Regions from separate parts of the Zea mays genome. Here region 1 is linked to region 2. A link is a contact called in public Hi-C data. All regions are on one chromosome and are shown on one strand. Each heading gives the region's core, a stretch centred on a gene start, on an enhancer-like site or on the middle of the called end of the contact. The rest is flanking DNA. Distances are from core to core; before and after follow the strand shown. Region 1 holds the start of LOC103632209 (formin-like protein 8). Region 2 holds the start of LOC100285179.

Region 1 (4,419 bases), core at 1,220-3,719, 540 kb before region 2:
AAGGGGATGGCGAGTGGAGGCGCTGGCGAGTGAGGCGCTGGCGAGTGGCTCGCGAGTGCAGGGGATGGCGGATCCACTGGAGGGGACAGCGAGTGGAGGGGACGGCGAGTGAGGCGCTGGCGAGTGGCTCGCAAGTGGAGGGGATGGCGGATCCACTGGAGGGGACGACGAGTGTAGGGGACGGCGAGTGAGGCGCTGGCGAGTGGCTCGCGAGTGGAGGGGATGGCGGATCCACTGGAGGGGATCGGCGGATCCTGCGAGGCGAGGGGAGTAGCCAGGGGGAGCAGGCGCCAGCCAAGGGAAATACAGGAGGGGCAAACAGTAAAAGTCCAAGTTTAGTCACTTTTAGCTACCCCTTAGTGACTAAAGGACTAAAGTTTAGGAGAAGACATTTAGTCATCCTGTTTGCTAGTTTAGTGACTAAAAGTAACTAAAATTTAGTCACTAAACTTTAGGAGAGGGTAACCAAACGGGGCCTAAGCATATAGCTTCACTTCACAGTAGGCATGGCTGAACCCAAAAATGCAGAGACCACCACAGAGGATAGCGACTCGCCACCCAACTCCGATTCATTCGTCGTTGTCTTTTATTGGACAAGTCTGGTCCGCTGGTCCCGGATCCCAGCATTGAATGTGTGGGATTTTGTCGCAGTCAAAGACGTGTATCTATCTGTATGTACTCCGTGCTCCAGCCAGCACCTCTGCAGCTCTCTGCATATAGGAAGGAGTACACCTGCTGTGTGCTGTGCTCCAGCCTCCAGGACCAGCCAGCGCCGACGTTTCTGTACGGCAAGCCTTACTAGCTCCTACTCCTCGCGGCTTGTGATTTGCCAATGTTCTTCTGTCTGCGTCGTTACCGTAACTATTAGATGCATACTCTTACTAAAGAAACGCCGACACACGTAGCAATCCACGACCTTTACCGATTAGGGACCCATTTAAAATGCAAGAAATTTTAAGAGAAACAAGAAACCAGTTTGTTTGTTTGTTTTTTATAAGATTTATGTGGATCACCGGTATTGATTTAAAACTAAACGTCTTATTATTACAGGTGTCTCAGTGTTTTGCTGGACTATTTGAATGAGTAGGAATGACTTAGTTTTTAATAATGTTTCAAGTTTTACTTATCTGCATGTTCTTTTCAGAGGTACACACTGGCTTAGATTCTGGGCTTAGCTACAAAAGGATGAAGCTGATGGAGTTTTAATAAAGAATGTATGTCGTCGTCGGGAATCGGTGGCCATGCAATTTTGTGTTAATTTTGGTTGGAGGTTTTCTAATAGGATTGCCTTGTAATCATCTCAGTGGTTTTATTAAGTTTCAAAAACCTTTAGTGTGCTAATGTGTGGCTATATGAAGAGGTATGTCCCTTCATAGAGCAGTGTGATGTAACAATTTGTGTTGGCCCTAACCTCTTTTGAGGGGAAAGCCGGAAATTTTTCTACGTTATCTAAAAATGAAAGAGGATAGAAAGTCCACATTTGGTTAGATGTTCACACTCGCGGGAGCTCTCCCTGAATGATGACCTGACCTGTATTTGACACCTATGTCGCCTTCCTCGTACCAAAGATGGTACAGGAATTTTTATCCTGTACCATCTGCAACAAATCTCTCTCTCTCTATCTCCGAGCGGAGAGCGAGAGGAGCACTCCAGCAGGCCGGCCAGATCAGCACCGTATAATACACTTTGGATTAAAGCCAAGCTATCACTAACTAGCAAAGCGAGTAAAGCAGTCCAAGATCCCTGCTGGCCAACTAGGTGGAATGATACAATGTGATGCGAGAGCACCCTTACTAGCATCAACGACACATATAATACCATTGCTTTCGCGCGCGAATAATACCACCGCTTTCGCGCGACGCAGCTTTTTTTTTTTTATCATTGCGGTTCACGCCATGTGTCATTGCTAAAGTAACGGCGGTAGCTACAGCAGCTGAGGCATGGGCGTGCAAGCGACGGCGTCGAACAGCAGCTGCGTGCCTACCACGGGACAAATCTGCCTCGTCCTCGGCTCTCCGTGCTGTATCAGTTGTTCGTCGCGGCGGCTCGCGGACCGGCCAGTCGCATTGTACTAGTCGCAGGCTCGCAGCACGCCCGGAGCAGGATGGGCGTGCCCTTCTACTGTCACGGAGCCCCCACACGTCAGTGGAATGAATTCTAACTAACAAGCGAGCCGGACCAGGCCCACTCGTCATTGTACCTCTCTGGTATTACTAGACTGACCTTTTTCTGCCCAGAAGATCGATCACATCGAGCTTTTGTTCGCAAGCAAAGAATCAGGTACCATTTTCAGCATGTGTGTTTAGTTGCCCCGGTGTGGAATATTTCCTTGCCTCCTCGACGAACAAAGCACCAACCTTCCTTCGCCTGTTTTTAGTGCATGCCGAATTTGCAAAGGCACCGCAACAAAATAAAATCTCCATTTTTCAACCAAAAGTGTGTCGATGAACCTTCTTTCCTTCGTCGGTTCATGGTTGTAATCGTGTATGAACAACCGGAATTTCTTTAGTTTATGATTGGATCTCCTTTTCTTCCGAGCGAGTGAGATCCAAAGTGGCGAAAGTCAGGGGAAGAAACAGAACAACGAAAAAAAAAGAACGGAAACAGCAAACGGAAAGCAGCCGATTGCCGCGCCACGTGTGAGCGGCACGGTTGATCTTCCCCGCCGAGGGCTAGGCAGCATTGTATGTCACTCTCGCGGGCGGAACCAAAAATGGCGGCATCCACCACTCCCCTTCCCACGCTCGCTCCCTCTATCCTCATTGTATGTTACTGTCGCCGAGGGCAGCATTGTATGTTATCGCCGTAGAAAGCCGAGGCCGCGGCCGTTCGGTTCACTTTTTTTTTTCCCCTTCTCCTTCTGCTGCACCGCCAATGCCTCCCACTACCGTCATGCTGCTACCAGCGTGCACCGTGCTGCTGCTGTGCTGCCGTCTCTCGCCGGCCGCCGCGTCGTCGCCCGGCGATGTCGGCGGAGGCGGGGCAAGGAGGCTGCTCCACCAGCCATTGTTCCCAATCGAGTGGACCCCGCCGCCATCGCCGCAGCCGGACTTCTCCTCTGACCCGGCGACGCCGGACGGACCTCCTGGCGCCTTCTTCCCTCCCACGCCACCGGTGGCCCCTGCTGGCGGCGGAGGTACGACGACGACGTCCTCGCCAACCACCGTCGCCTCCAACGTCCCGGCCGGCGCCTCGTCAGGGTCTGGTGATGGCGGCCACCACGGCGGCCCTGCCAAGGGGACCATCGTCGCGGCGGGGGCGGCCGCGACCGCGGCCATCGCGCTGCTGGCCTTCGCGTGCGCGTTCCTCATCGCGCTCCGCGCGCGCCGCCGAGGGGACTCGCAGAAGCTGCTCGGCCCCGACCGTGGGTCCGCGCGCCACCACTCGGCGCCCTCGGCCGCTGACTTCCTCTACGTCGGCACGGTGGAGCCCACCACGCCCGGCCGCCACCACGGGTCCCCCGCCGCCGATCTCATTGGGTCCCCGTACCGCAAGCTGCGCAGCGAGCGCGCGCGCCGCGACGAGCCCACCGACAACCTGAGCCCAGAGCTCCGGCCGCTCCCGCCGCTGCGCCGCGCGGCCACAATGGGCTCCTCTGACGATGCATACTACACGCCGCGCCAGCGCTCCGGGGGTTCCGGCGGCGGCGGGGTTGGCGGCGAAACCTGGAGTGAGGCCAGCGCGTCCAGCCCGCCCACCACCACCACCGCGTCCCGCCGAAGCCTCCCCAGCCTCACCAGCGACTGCTTTCCTCCGGTCACGGCTATTGCTGCGCCGACACCACCCCCTGCGCGGTCCCGTCGTACGCCCCCGCGCACGCGCTTCTCTGCTGGCTCGACCCCTGACATCAAACAGGTAATCTCGCCGTCCCCGCGATCGGTGCAACCATCCAAAGCACCACCGCCGCCACCTCCTCCACCGCCACCGCCGAAGTCTATTATGACAGCTCCAAAACCTCCTCCTCCGCCGCCGCCGCCACCAATGATTCCATCTAATACCCTCCTGAAGCCCGCGCAGCCGCCTTCCCCTTCCGAGCCGACGTCGCGGCGCCGGTTGCTCAAGCCGTTGCCACCTGAGGGCCCCCGCATTGCCATGCCGATGCCGATCACGGCGACAACGGCAGAGGATAGTATCGGGAGCGCGTCGATGCGTAAACAGGATTACGTGGCAGACGGTATCGTTGGCAACGACGAGCCACGGCCGAAGCTGAAGCCGCTGCACTGGGATAAGGTGCGGGCGACCTCCGACCGCGCCATGGTCTGGGACCAGCTGAAGTCAAGCTGCTCATTCCAGTTGAGATATTGCTTCATAGTTCATACTGCATGCGCTGTTAATGGCTGGTGAATATACGTGATGTTGAAGGCATTTCTTTCAGGTTGGATGAGGGCATGATCGAGGCATTGTTCATGAATAACTCAA
Region 2 (4,519 bases), core at 1,720-4,219:
TAGCATAGAATACAGCAGCAGCAATAGTGACAAAAGTGATGTGACAACTCTTGCCCGTCCGTACACACACGCTGCTGCCTTTTGCCATACGATTCTCCCGTGCGTACTGCAAGGAAACGCAACGCAACGCACGGCAGGTCTCTCGGATGGTCGTTGTGCGCCAGCCAAACTTTCAATGTGCACTTATTATGGCGAGATGCCCGCGCGCACAGGCAGCAGCAGCTAGCGCAGGCCATCATGGGATTCGGAGGATCCCCCTCCAGCCCAGCCGCCTCCTCCTTCCTGGTCGTGGGTCGTGCTCGTAGAACGTGTGGACATGTTTGGCGTCAAGAGCTAGCAGCTGATGATGGTTGGTGCGGGTACGAAACCATGGCCGTCGGTCATCCCGAGCGACAAAACAACAGGCGGGAAACGGGGGCTAGACTAGCTACTAGGGGCGTCGGGCGTCAGAAGGAACTAGAAAACCCGTCCGGGCCGGCGGCGTACGGACGGCTTTTTTGCACTGTGCGCGAGAGTGCGACGCACCATGCACGCCGCGGCGCGTGCCCGTCTCTGGCTGCGTGCGAGTGGATAGAGAGAGAGAGACAGACCAACGAGGAGGCCGCTCTCGAGTTCGCCTAGGACTAGGAGCACGTACGTACGGTACGGGAAAAAGGGAGGGGGAAAAGAGAGGAGGGCGGAGGCAGAGAGCAGCGGCTGCTTCGTGAAGCGCGACATCATAATAGGCTGTCGCGGGCAGAGCGAGCACGGCACGCCTCACTCACTCACCTCCAGCCTCCAGCCTCCAGTCCCGGCGGCAGCAGCCGCCTCCTCAAAAGAACCGATCCTTGCCGGGTCTCCGTCGACGACTAGTAGCTCCAGTTTGTGATCCAAATTCTGAAGAAGGCGGCCAAATTCGTTTTAGGGTTTCACCTCTATAAATATCTTTATAAGCCGCAGAAGATATCTATCTCAATTATAAATCTCTTGCGATCTGTAACCACTCGAAAATAGTCAGAAGTTGCCGGCCGGCGCCCGTGATTTTTTCCCCTTCATTTTGGAGGGGTTTTTCACGTTAAATCCGTGTCTTCTCTATGATTGATCTTATTTGTGTCGCATTTATTTATAACACATACTGGGCCGGGGGCCGTCATCATGAGCTACGGCTACGTGCTCGCATGCCACACACTGACGTTGTGTGCACTGCGCCTGTTCTGTTACGTTGAAAACCGATCTCGCAGCCCTACTGTGGGGGGTATATATAGTCTTTGACTTTATTTCGCTGCTACGTGTACCGGCTACTACGCCCATAGTATTTCGCTATATGCATACTAGTAGCTACCCAATTAATGCTATTGCTATATTGTGTGCTTCCCAAAGCTACATCCCTAATCTAAAACAGTGATGGAGGTGGAGGTAGACGGAGACGAGAGCCCGGTCCCACCCAAGGTCCGATTCATCCGCGACCGCGACACAGGTGAGGTCGAGCCTGCTGCCGTTGCCCGTTAGCGCATGCATTGTCTGCAGATAATGAAGCTAGGAAACCACTGACTACTACGCGCATGACTGAGCCTGACCTAGTGACCTGGCCGCCCTCGCCCCACGACGTACGCACTCCCGCACGGCTCACGGTCACGGCCATGCCATGCATGCATGCATGCCGTCAAAGTGGCCGGAAAACCACACGCCCCCCACACCGACGACGCCGGAAAACCACACGCCGCGCCTCGCTTTGCGACGTCTGTCTGCCTGCTGTCACGCGCGCACACGCGTCGTCGGGGCCACGGCGGCGGCACTCGCTTTCGTCGGGGGTCGCCGCGAGCGTGCCGTGCGCAAAAGAGATCTCTCGGCGCGCCTCGATCGCCTTAAAAGAAAGGCGGGGTAGCTTTATCAGAGGCAGAGGCGTGCATGCCGCCCGGTGTTTTCCTCTTGATCGGAGATGATTAAGGTCTTGACGCCCCTGGTTTTATGTCGACCGTGGCCTGATTAACTGAAAAGGCGTGCATGCCGGTGTTTTCCTCTTGTTCCATGGCCGTACCCCTTCGCGTCACGGCCGAGCTCTTTCTTCTGAATGAACCGAACCGAACCGAACACAGCGGGCTTAGCTGCTGGCGCAGATGCTTCCATTTCTGATTCATCTGTGGATCGAATCGAACGCGGAGGAACGACTGGAAAACTATCCTCGTCGTCAAAGGAGACACGAGTTCCAGACGGTTTGAAATTAAGACCCCACCCAAATCCGGCCCGCCGGCGCCCCTCGGGTTCAAACTGATCTACCAGCTGGTGTAATCTATTGCATTGCACCAGACAAAGGAGACGAGTGCACGGCTGGCTACTCCTCTGCGCATTCCATTCCATGTACTGTAGCGTGCGTGCAGCTGGAAAGACGGAGACCCGTACCGCGTAGCATACAATTACACACGGACTGCCGGCCGGCCACCCTGCACTTGCAGCAGGAAAGCAAGCTAGGTGTGGCGGGTGGCGCGCAGGGACGCAGGGTGGGTGCGTGCTTTCAGTTCCCCTCTTCATTCAAAGCGGGCGGAGAGTGCAACGAGCTACTACTACTAGAGAGCAAACAGGGCAAAGGCGAGCAGGAAAGCCTTCCATTCCATCAAAGGGTTCGCTGCTCCCTGCCTCCTCCTCCTCCTTCTTCTTGGCATCTTCCGTCAAAGGGTGAGGGCTCTTGCTCCTTTCTTTCTTTACCGATCGATCCTCCTAGTCCTCCACTTTCTGTTTCGCTGTTGCATCACTTCTCCGGCTTCAGAAGGTGGCTGGCCGGCCGACCGGCGTGGGTGCTCGAGAGGAGAGGAGGGTGGCATGCTGGGGGCCGCCTCCTGAGTCCAGCAGCACTGCCATTGGAGGGGGCCGATGGGAGGAGAGAGAGAGAGAGAGAGAAGGACACCTGCAAGCCCACTGAGGTCTGCTAGCTCATTGCCCTCCCTCGCCAAACAACCGTCTTTCTCCCCAGTCCCGGTCCCAACTCCCAAACCACGAGCGCGGGCGCGGGCAGAGGGACAGCCGCATGTGCACGCGACCGGCGCATGCACACACTTGCGTGGCCGCATCTGGCTCCGGCTCGTCTTCCCCGGGCGGGTGTGCCGGGTAGGGCACTACGTTCTTGGTGTTGGGGGGGCAGAGTGGCTCTCCATTGCTCGGGAGCTGGGGTGGGTCTCACACTGTTCTGCTCTTTCTCGGCTCATGCCTGAATGCTGCCCTCCGCTTTGCCTTTGTTCTTGCGTGCCCTGCTTGTTGTCTACTAGCCTGTTTTGTTGCCTTCCCTCTGGTTTGCTATAAACCCTCGATGCCATGCCATGCGATGCCGCCGCCCACATGCCCTCATGGCTCTCACGTTGTGACGCGCTTGCGCAGCCTGCCCATGCCCGTCGTTGATGGTTTCTGATTCGTTTATTATTATTATTGTTGTTCACTCGCCTCCTCTGGCGTGTGGCCTCTCCCCTCCCCTCCCCTCCCCAGTCCCCACGTAGTACTAGTATACTGTATTAGAGACAGCGTGCGCCACTCTTTCCCTCGTCGTTCTCACCGGCCTCGCCTCGGCGGCAACAAAACTGCGAGAGATCTTGGCGTGCTGGCGATAAGATTCGCCCGCACGAGCGCACAAACCAGAGTGAGCAAGTGGTTCTTGGTCTCTCCGTTGCCTCCTCCCCGTATCGCATTTAAAACAGATGGTCGGTGTCTCCTGCCTGCCTCAACTTGCTCACAGTGCCGTGCCACTAACGTTTGTTTTTTTTTTTTTTTTTTTTTTTTTGCCGTTGCTGCCGCAGAGACCGTTGAGAGATCATACTCGGGGAACGGTACGCTGTGGCGAGGAATGTGGACTACTACTAGTTGCTTAATAATATGACAACGCATTGGACGCAAGATCCCCTCTGAATCTTGGCAGTATTTTTTTCTTATGAGAAGAGGGAGTGAAGAGAGCTGGACTGGAGGGTGCAAGGAACTATTATACCTATTATACTAATCTTTTTCCCAGATCAACAAGGACACGCAATTAAACAAGCAGCAGCAGGGGGAGGTGGGGGTGTGTCAGCTTTGTGCTTTGTGGGTGTCCCTCCTCTGGCTCACTGCCCCCCTCTCTCTCACTCCATATTGTTTACTTCTCCTGAGGTACTTGTGCTCCTGCTCTCCCCTCCTGGCCTCACTGCCTACGATAGCAGCAGCGGCACCGGCCGCATAAGTAGGTTGGGGGGGAGGGCTGGAGTGCGCTTCAAGCACGAGAGCGCTGTTGCTGCGTCTGAACCGATCCCATTATTTGTTTGGTTTCGTTGTACGAGCGATCTCTCTCCTGGCCGGGCTCCGGCACGTTGTAATATTCGGTCTTCTCGGCGCAGCAGCAACTTGTTCTTGTGCACTGCTACTTCGCTGCTCTGGGCCGTTTGCCGTTGATGCTGCGGACAAGTATGGGATAGTGCTGCTGTGCTGTGCAGTTCTTGCTTCTTACAACTGGTAGTGGTGGTGGTGGTCTGGTCTCCGTGTGAGCATTTGGTCTAGAAGAGCGTGAAGCTGCGCGGCTCTTCTTTCT

Evidence for each region. Hi-C and Micro-C count contacts between places; a contact is called where the count stands out from the background.
Region 1: a Hi-C map of tassel shows a contact between it and region 2, with 3 times the contacts expected there. The contact joins the promoter of LOC103632209 here to the promoter of LOC100285179 in region 2. A contact is called at or near these places in 4 of 25 Hi-C or Micro-C datasets (ear, endosperm, leaf and 1 more).

What each region holds. Positions count from the first base shown.
Region 1 is chr1:22,447,204-22,451,622 of Zm-B73-REFERENCE-NAM-5.0, reverse strand. It overlaps LOC103632209 (formin-like protein 8), which reads left to right and starts at 2,469. Exons shown (of 4, transcript XM_008654033.4): 1 at 2,469-4,292; 2 at 4,376-4,419. The coding sequence starts at 2,767.
Region 2 is chr1:21,908,254-21,912,772 of Zm-B73-REFERENCE-NAM-5.0, reverse strand. LOC100285179 reads left to right here and starts at 2,969. Exons shown (of 4, transcript NM_001195985.1): 1 at 2,969-3,081. The coding sequence starts at 3,002.